3 separate regions of the Sus scrofa genome follow, and all the other regions are linked to region 3. The links are chromatin contacts, called in public HiChIP or PLAC-seq maps. All regions are on one chromosome and are shown on one strand. The core of a region is the stretch at or near the end of the contact, and the rest is flanking DNA. Distances in the headings are between cores, read along the strand shown. Region 1 holds the start of PLXND1 (plexin-D1). Region 2 holds the start of RAF1 (RAF proto-oncogene serine/threonine-protein kinase). Region 3 holds the start of RPL32 (ribosomal protein L32).

Region 1 (2,700 bases), core at 67-2,566, 200 kb before region 3:
AACTGCACCTTGGCACCCACTGTGGCCAAGGCCATGCATACTCCTGATGCAGGCTCTATGGCCCTGTAGTCATCACTGCCTGCCTGGGCCCCAAGTGCTCACCTGCTCCTCCCAGGTGAAAGGAGAAGTAGGCCCAGTGCCAGCTCACCTGTGGCTGATCTTCCACTAAATCTGGGAGGATTTTAGATCCTTCCAGAGTCCCAAATAAAGTGAGTGGGAGGGCAGCTTGGTCTCCAGAGGAGGCAACTGTGGGCGTCCTAGGGCCATCATCCTCCAGGACTGACATCTTACTCTGGGTGGCCCCCCGGTTGGCACAGGCCTGAAACAGTTCCTCTCCACGTTCCCTGTTTCATGTCTGACCCTGGAGCTCTGGTCCCTTTGTCCCTGTCACCTGTCCAACCTCTTTTGGGGCTGGGGTTTGAAGGACAGATCATGGGATTGAATGGGGTGGTGCCCCCTCCCCAGCTGCCCCTGGGGGTGCCTGTGAAAGGGAGTGGAGAGTGAGGAGAGAGAGGGGGAGGGCGCCAGAGAGGAGGGTGGACAGAGCGGGTAGAGGGATGGAGAGAAAGAGAGGGAGGGAGACAGAGACTGGCCGAGGGGACCGGGGTAGGGGAGGTGGGAGGAGAACCAGGCACAGAAAAACGGAGAGAAGGGAGAGAGGATACAGGGGAGAAAGTGGGGGTGGGGGCGACGTAACACGGAGAGCGAAAGACAAGCAGAGACTGAGACAAGGAGCGACAACACGCAAGGAGTCGGGGGGGTGGGGGTGGAGGGGGAGCACAGAGACAGGGAGACACTGAGAGACAGACATCGAGAAGGGAAGAGAGACAGAGACGGCAGAAAAAAGGAAGGAAAAAATAAAACAAGCCCGAGAGACAGGCCAAACAGCCAAGAGGGAGAAGGAACTAAAGCAACCAGCGACGGAGGCGGAGGCAGCACCGGGAAGGGAGCCCTGGGCCGCGGTCGCCGCGCGGGAAGGTCCTGGAGGGCACGGGGCGGCGGGACACACCGACAGCCGAGCGGGGGCCCGGCAGCCGGAGGGCAGGGTGGCAGCCGGGGGCTGAGGCCCGGGACGCCAGGGGAGGTGGGCCCCGGGCGGGAGGGGGCCCAGGAGGCGGGGCGCGGCCGGGCGGGGCGCGGCGGGGGCGGGGCGCGAGGGCGTGTCCGCAGCGGAGCCGCCCCCGTCCCGCCCCCGGGTTGCGCTGAGCTGCTGAGCCCGGCCGGGGCGCCGGGGCCGGGGGCGGCTGGCGCGGGCAGGAAGCGCCTCGCGGCCCGGGCCCGCCCCCCGCCTCCTGCCGCCTCCGGACTCCCGGCTCCCGGCCGCGCCGCGCCCCATGCACTCGCCGCGCCGCGCAGCCCGCGCACGCCCGGATGGCTCGTCGCGCCGCGGGCGGCGCACCCCTTAGCGCCCGGGCCGCCGCGGCCAGCCCCCTGCCGCGGCGCCCGCCATTCCCGGCCCCGTCGTGTCCGCTTCTGCTTCTGCTGTTCCTGGGGGCGGCGCGGATCGACGCTCTGGAGATCCAGCGCCGGTTCCCCTCGCCCACGCCCACCAACAACTTCGCCCTGGACGGCGCGGCGGGGACGGTGTACCTGGCGGCCGTCAACCGCCTCTACCAGCTGTCGGGCGCTAACCTGAGCCTGGAGGCCGAGGCGGCCGTGGGCCCAGTGGCGGACAGCCCGTTGTGTCACGCCCCGCAGCTGCCTCAGGCCTCGTGCGAGCACCCGCGGCGCCTCACTGACAACTACAACAAAATCCTGCAGCTGGACCCGGGCCAGGGCCTGGTGGTCGTGTGCGGTTCCATCTACCAGGGCTTCTGCCAGCTGCGGCGGCGGGGCAACATCTCGGCGGTGGCGGTGCACTTCCCGCCCGCCGCGCCGCCCGCCCAGCCCGTCACGGTGTTCCCCAGCATGCTGAACGTGGCGGCCAACCACCCAAACGCGTCCACCGTGGGGCTGGTCCTGCCGCCGGCCGCCGGCACCGGGGGCAGTCGCCTGCTCGTGGGCGCCACGTACACGGGCTACGGCAGCGCCTTCTTCCCGCGCAACTCCAGCCTGGAGGACCACCGCTTCGAGAACACGCCCGAAATCTCCATCCGCTCCCTGGATGCGCGCGGCGACCTAGCCAAGCTCTTCACTTTCGACCTCAATCCCTCCGACGACAACATTCTCAAGATCAAGCAGAGCGCCAAGGAGCAGCACAAGCTGGGCTTCGTGCGCGCCTTCCTGCATCCTCCGGACCCGCAGCCGGGAGCCCAGACCTACGCGTATCTGGCGCTCAACAGCGAGGCGCGCGCGGGCGACAAGGAGAGCCAGGCGCGGAGCCTGCTGGCGCGCATCTGCCTGCCCCGCGGCGCCGGCGGCGACGCCAAGAAGCTCACTGAGTCCTACATCCAGCTAGGCTTGCAGTGCGCGGGCGGCGCGGGCCGCGGCGATCTCTACAGCCGCCTGGTATCGGTCTTTCCCGCGCGAGAGAGGCTCTTTGCGGTCTTCGAGCGGCCGCAGGGAGCCCTGGCGGCCCGTACAGCTCCTGCGGCGCTCTGTGCCTTCCGCTTCGCCGACGTGCAAGCCGCAATCCGCGCCGCACGCAACGCCTGCTTCGTGGACCCCGCACCCGACGTGGTGGCGGTGCTCGACAGCGTGGTGCAGGGCACCGGGCCAGCCTGTGAGCGCAAGCTCAACATCCAGGTACGCCCGGGCCGC
Region 2 (2,700 bases), core at 24-2,523, 140 kb after region 3:
TTTTATCTCATTTAATCCTGTCAGGTAGATATCACCGTTATTATTCCTAGTTTAAAAAAAAAAAATCCCTCATGGTCCTTCTGTATTCAGTACCTTCCAGTCTTTTCTGTGCATTTACTTATATATATATATTTGTGTATTTACATATACATATATGTATTTACTGGTATTTATATATATTTATGTTGGCCCACATACACCTGCCATTATCTCTTCTTACTTCATCTTCATTTTCCTTTATACTGTACATATGATCACCCGAATTTATTATTTACATTTTCTTTTGGTTTCTCATCATCACTAGAAGACAGAGCTTTTGATTATTGCTGACTTCCCAATACCCAGGACAATGTGTGGTACACAATAGGCACTCAATAAAGATTTAAATGAAAGAAGCATTGTACATGGTACTGGGTAGTTTTGTATGCCTGTATTTGAATAAATAAAATCATTCTGTACATGTTCTTTGTAAAATTTAAAGTCTTGGATTAAAAAAAAAATTAGTACATGGATATAGACATCTTTATCAGAGGGATAGCCTGTACCGTGGAGGGAGCAGACTTTAACCTGTTTCCTATTTCATTTTCCCTACTGTTATCTTTAACTCAGAACAACATGGCAAAAACATCTTAGCACATGCCTTTTTGTGCTACGCGTATTTTTCTAGAATTAGTGCTATAAGTGCACTTGCTGTGTATACGCATTAAGATATCCAGAGATAACCCAAATTGCGCTCCGGATATCCATTCCCTCCAGGGCAGAATGAAGGTACATAGCACGTTTTCACGCATCTTGGACCAGGCTAGATATCATCACTCTTTTTAACTTTTTGCCAGTCTGATGGAGGAAAAAGGACCCCCAATTTACAGATGAGGAAATTGAGACGCAGAAAAGTTTAGGGACTTTCCCACATGACGGGTAGGCGGCGGAGTCGCGATTTGACAACAGATGTGTAGGGCTCCAGGGAGGACGCGCCAAAGCTAGACACCGTCCTCTATGCTTCGAGTTCTCAAGCACGTCTGGTTATCTCTGGACTCTGTGATGCCGGCAGGCTGGCCTCCTCTAGGCCTTAAACTTCTTCGGGGCAGCTAAACTCCAGCCCCTCCCAATTGCCTCTCCGGGGACCAGACGACACCCGACCTACAGCTCTGACGGCGAGGAAATGGCGACGAGCGCGGTTAAGCGGCCACGCCCCCTGAAAGGCGGGGCCCAAGTTCAGGCCAGAGCGGTGGATGCCAGAGCCAAATTGAAGTCGCCTGCCGAGCGAGCTCGCGCAGAAGCAGAGAACTGCTGGCGCCGCAGGTCGAGGGGAGGAGCACCGAGTGGAGGGCTCGCTAGCCGGGGCCGCCCGAGAGTCTCTTCATCGCGGGCGCTGGGGCCGCCATCTTAGATGGCGGGAGTAGGACGAGAACGAGCGTGAGACGCGAAGGCTTTCTGCCGCTCTTCTTGGGCCCCAAAGAGGGCCAGCTGGCCGGGCTTTGGGGCGTGTGCCCTGAGGCGCGGAGCGCTTGTGCAACGATGCGGGGGCTGCCTGGGGTCCCGTCCCCTGGGCTGGGGACGCGCCGAATGTGACCGCCTCCCGCTCCCTCACCCACCGCGGGGAGGAGGAGCGGACCAGCCGCCACCGCTGCCGCCGGACGGCTGGACAAGGAGGCGGCCCGGCTCCCTCAGGTAGGCGGTAGGGCCGGGTCCTGAATGCCGGGGATGCCGGGCGGCCTGTTTGAGGGGGCCGAGTTCCCCGGCGGCCCGGCCTGCGCGGCGCTGACGGGGCGGCCCCGCGGCTGCGGGGTGGAGGGCCCGGGCCAGGCCCCTGTCACCCCGGCTGGTTCTGGGCGGGCGGGGGCCCCGGGGCCCGGTGTCATGGCCGGCGAGCCGAGTTCCCACAGCCCCACTCAGGTTTCCTTGTGTTTCGGGGAAACATGCCAGTGCCACCCCTGTACCCGGTGCACATTCCTTGTATTTTGACCACGGGAAAATCTGCCCAGAGCTGCCTCGGGTCTGTGTGTCACTCAGTTGGGCTCATTTCATTTCTTGCCGCGGAGTGGGGGACCCAGGCTTGCATCTTCTCTCAGCGTCCGTCACTCAAGTGACAACCCTTTTCGGGGAAAATGGGAGCAGTCGGGGAGGAGAGGAGGAAATAGGTCAGCGCCCCACCACAAAGACCTAGGGGCCTCCGGTTGGGTTTCAGGACTCTGCGGGTTACTAATGAGAGGTTTGGGATGCTTAGACTGACGGTTGGCCCCGGGAGGCTTTGGAATGAAGATCTAGGGCTGTCTTTTGTATGAAGTTAGAAGCGCCTGGACGCTTCAGTTCTGCAGCTGCAGAGGCTCTGCAGAGCTAGTCGATGCCGAGAGGCGTTTGGACCTCAGGAGAGGTGAGGCAGCGGTGTTCATTCATTGTTCTCTTCCAAGGGCTCTGGGTGTGCCCTCTGGTATTTTTTCTCTGGTGCGAAGAAAGATAGGATCTCCTGTGTCTCCTTGAGATGTGACCGGTTTCTAGAGGATCAGCCAGTCTCGGGAGGGAGTGGATTCAGCGCACGTTCATTGAGTATTTCTGCATGCCTTGTTCTCTTTGGGCTGAGTGGAGGGAGTCCGCCCTCTGTTTGCTCGCAAGGCGTGAAAACAATGCGCTGTGATTAGGATGGACTTACCAAGTGCCGTGGGAATTTGGATCTAGTTTTGCCTGGGGGAGTTGAGGAAG
Region 3 (2,700 bases), core at 78-2,577:
GATGGAGTTGCTGTGATCCAGCTGATGTGACTTCTTGCTTAGGAGCTGTGGCCAGAGGGGTGTTGGAAAGCTGAGGTCCTGAGCCTCTTATCTTGGGTCTCGGTGCCTACTGGGAAGCAGCAGGCAGTGTGGTGCCCCTGTGCCCCCCTCAAATAAGTAGCAGCAAGTCTCTCATCCTGCAAGGTCTAAGCCATTTGGGTCATTCTTCTAAATTTCTTAGGCCTTCACAACTGCAAGAATGCCCAATTGTTCATGACTGGTCACCCGCTTCACTCACCTGACCCTGTCAAGACCTTCTCCTTCATGGCACACACCATGTGGGCTGCTGTTAGCACAGTGCCTTCCTGCCTGGAACCCCAGCTGACTCCTTCAGCCCCCAGGACCAGCAGGATTCCCCAGGTGGTGAGCTGTGTGACCTTGGACCAGACCTTCACTTCACATTTCACGGTTCACTTTTCTGGGTCTCCTCACACTCCCCTCCACAGTCAAAATGTCAGGGAGGAGTTGTCAACACTCACTCCCTTCCCTTCTCACCCATCACTCAGTCGACAACACAATCCCCTTCAGCTTTGGTCTCCAGCTGGCCTGGAACTTCTCTACCTCAGGTCACTGATGACATGATAACCCTATCATGTTCGGATTGTGGAATCAAGGGGCTTCTTTTCTCTGAAATTTGATTTTCACAGCAATCTTAAAAACAAAAGCTAAAACGAAGCAAGCCAAGAACAACAATTAAAAACTAGACAGTTTAGCCTTATGGTCAGAAGTGTGGTTTTTGGAGTAAAAACTCCAAACTTCACTCTCTACACTTGTAAAATGGGGAAATTGATAGAACTACCTTCACAGAACTGTGAGAAGCCCATTGAATGAGAGCTGTTACACAGTCTATTTGCTCTTTAAATTCACGTGGGGGAATTCCGCAGTCACTGTTTTATTCCCTCCAGGCCACTAAGAGGCGCACGTCGAAAGAAAAAACGTGGGCGGAAATAATCTAAAAACTGGATAATCCTGCGGAGGGCGGCTTCAGTTCCTGGCGGAAGTGGCTCCTCCTCGCCAGGTCTTAGAAGCTCAAAAAGAATTCCAAATTTTTACGTTGTCCCATCAGCAGGCACGAAAATTTTCAGAGATACTCCTAGATATTAATGTCTAGGAAAACACAGGTGGCTCTCGACGTTTTTTCAGAATTATTCCTCTGACGTGTCTTTAGTTTCTTTGAAAGACCAATAGCCGGAAGTGCTCCTCTTTTCCCTGCCGGGACCCAGAGGTGAAGTCCCATCAGCCCCCGCGCGCACCCTTCCCTCTCTTCCTCGGCGCTGCCTTACGGAGGTGGCAGCCATCGCCCGCCTGGTGAGTGTTAATCGTTGGCCATCCGCATTTCTGTGGTGTCCATCTGGCTCCATCGTGCCCTGTTAAGGAGGCCTAACCTTCCGAGCGGTCGTCTGGGTGGGCATTGTCCTTGTCGGTCGGTTGGAGCGCGTACAAAGAACAGAGCGAAGCGGCCTGGCGGTGATGGCGGCTCCCTTCGCAGGGCTCCCTTGCCTCCTACGGAGGCCACCTGGGGTCAGTTACGAACAGCTTGTATGAGCACTGGGGACGCCGCGCGCTAAGGAGTTCCTGGGGGTCGCGGAGCGATGAGTGATTCAGGCCTAACGGCTCTGAGCTCAAGTTATCGCCTCGCCCCCTCAGCGATGTCTGCCTACCTGTGTTTGTCTGAATCCTCATCTCGGCGCTCGCTTCTCTCCAGTTTCTGGCCTTGGGGTTGCTGCGGTGGGGGGGATCAGCAAAAGCAAAACAAAACGCGACTGCGAGTCGACTTGTTCAGTTAACCGAAATTTTGGTGTCGGGTCGGGATGTCTGGGAATGTTGGACTGCGTTTTGTCTTTTGAGGAGACCATTGGGGGCAGGAGGTCGTTCGTTTTCTGGACAAATTGAGTCCCAGCTCTGTGCTGGGCAAAGATATTGATGAACGTGAACAGAGAGAAAGTGTGCTACAGTAGTAAAAATAGGGTAGCGGGAAGGCCTTGAGGAAGGTGACATTTTAAGGTGATGACCAGGTGTGTTCCAAGGCCTCCAGGCACTTTAGAAGAACCTCACAGTTTTGGGGTGTCCTTTGAGTGTTAGCAGCCTCCTAGGGTAATTACAGGTTTCTTGGTCCCGGCACTGCAAGTGTTGAATGTGCAATATCTGCATCTTACAGTGAGGAAATAGATTTGGGGTCATGTGGATTGCCCCTGGCCTGCAGTTGAGACTCGAATGGGACTTACTGCTTCTCTACAGATTTACCCTTTGCTGTTGGTTTTAGGCATTATTTCTTAGCTTTTGAGTGGGTGAGGTGACCCCTTACCTCCCAGGATCGCATCTGGAGAATGGCTAGTATTCTGCCAGCTTCGGAGTCGGGAGGGACAGCAAGCCTGGCAGAGGTACCCATTCCATTCCTAGCTTGCTTGGTAGCTGGTGATTGGAAGACACTCTGCAACAGTGTTCAAGCCCCTGCAGGAAAGCCTCCTTCTGAGACTTGTTGACTGGTCTTTTGCCTCTTTCTCTAGGCATCATGGCTGCTCTCAGACCCCTTGTGAAGCCCAAGATCGTCAAAAAGAGGACCAAGAAGTTCATCCGGCACCAGTCAGACCGATATGTCAAAATTAAGGTATATGGCCAGGGATGGGAGTGTCGGGGTGAAGAAAGGCTGTTGGGTTTCTG

The links. HiChIP or PLAC-seq counts read pairs in DNA pulled down with a chosen protein or histone mark.
Region 1: an H3K27ac HiChIP or PLAC-seq map of alveolar macrophages shows a contact between it and region 3. The contact joins the promoter of PLXND1 here to the promoter of RPL32 in region 3. A contact is called at or near these places in 1 of 47 Hi-C or Micro-C datasets (embryonic fibroblasts) and 1 of 2 datasets of contacts at active chromatin or transcription factors (alveolar macrophages).
Region 2: a contact with region 3 is called in an H3K27ac HiChIP or PLAC-seq map of alveolar macrophages. The contact joins the promoter of RAF1 here to the promoter of RPL32 in region 3. A contact is called at or near these places in 1 of 5 promoter capture datasets (liver) and 1 of 2 datasets of contacts at active chromatin or transcription factors (alveolar macrophages).

Annotation. Positions count from the first base shown.
Region 1 is chr13:68,995,241-68,997,940 of Sscrofa11.1, reverse strand. PLXND1 (plexin-D1) reads left to right here and starts at 1,316. Exons shown (of 35, transcript XM_021069364.1): 1 at 1,316-2,685. The coding sequence starts at 1,372.
Region 2 is chr13:68,656,483-68,659,182 of Sscrofa11.1, reverse strand. RAF1 (RAF proto-oncogene serine/threonine-protein kinase) reads left to right here and starts at 1,273. Exons shown (of 17, transcript XM_021069350.1): 1 at 1,273-1,671.
Region 3 is chr13:68,791,805-68,794,504 of Sscrofa11.1, reverse strand. RPL32 (ribosomal protein L32) reads left to right here and starts at 1,327. Exons shown (of 5, transcript NM_001001636.1): 1 at 1,327-1,347; 2 at 2,547-2,647. The coding sequence starts at 2,552. It overlaps EFCAB12 (EF-hand calcium binding domain 12), which reads left to right. Exons shown (of 9, transcript NM_001243853.1): 9 at 1-16.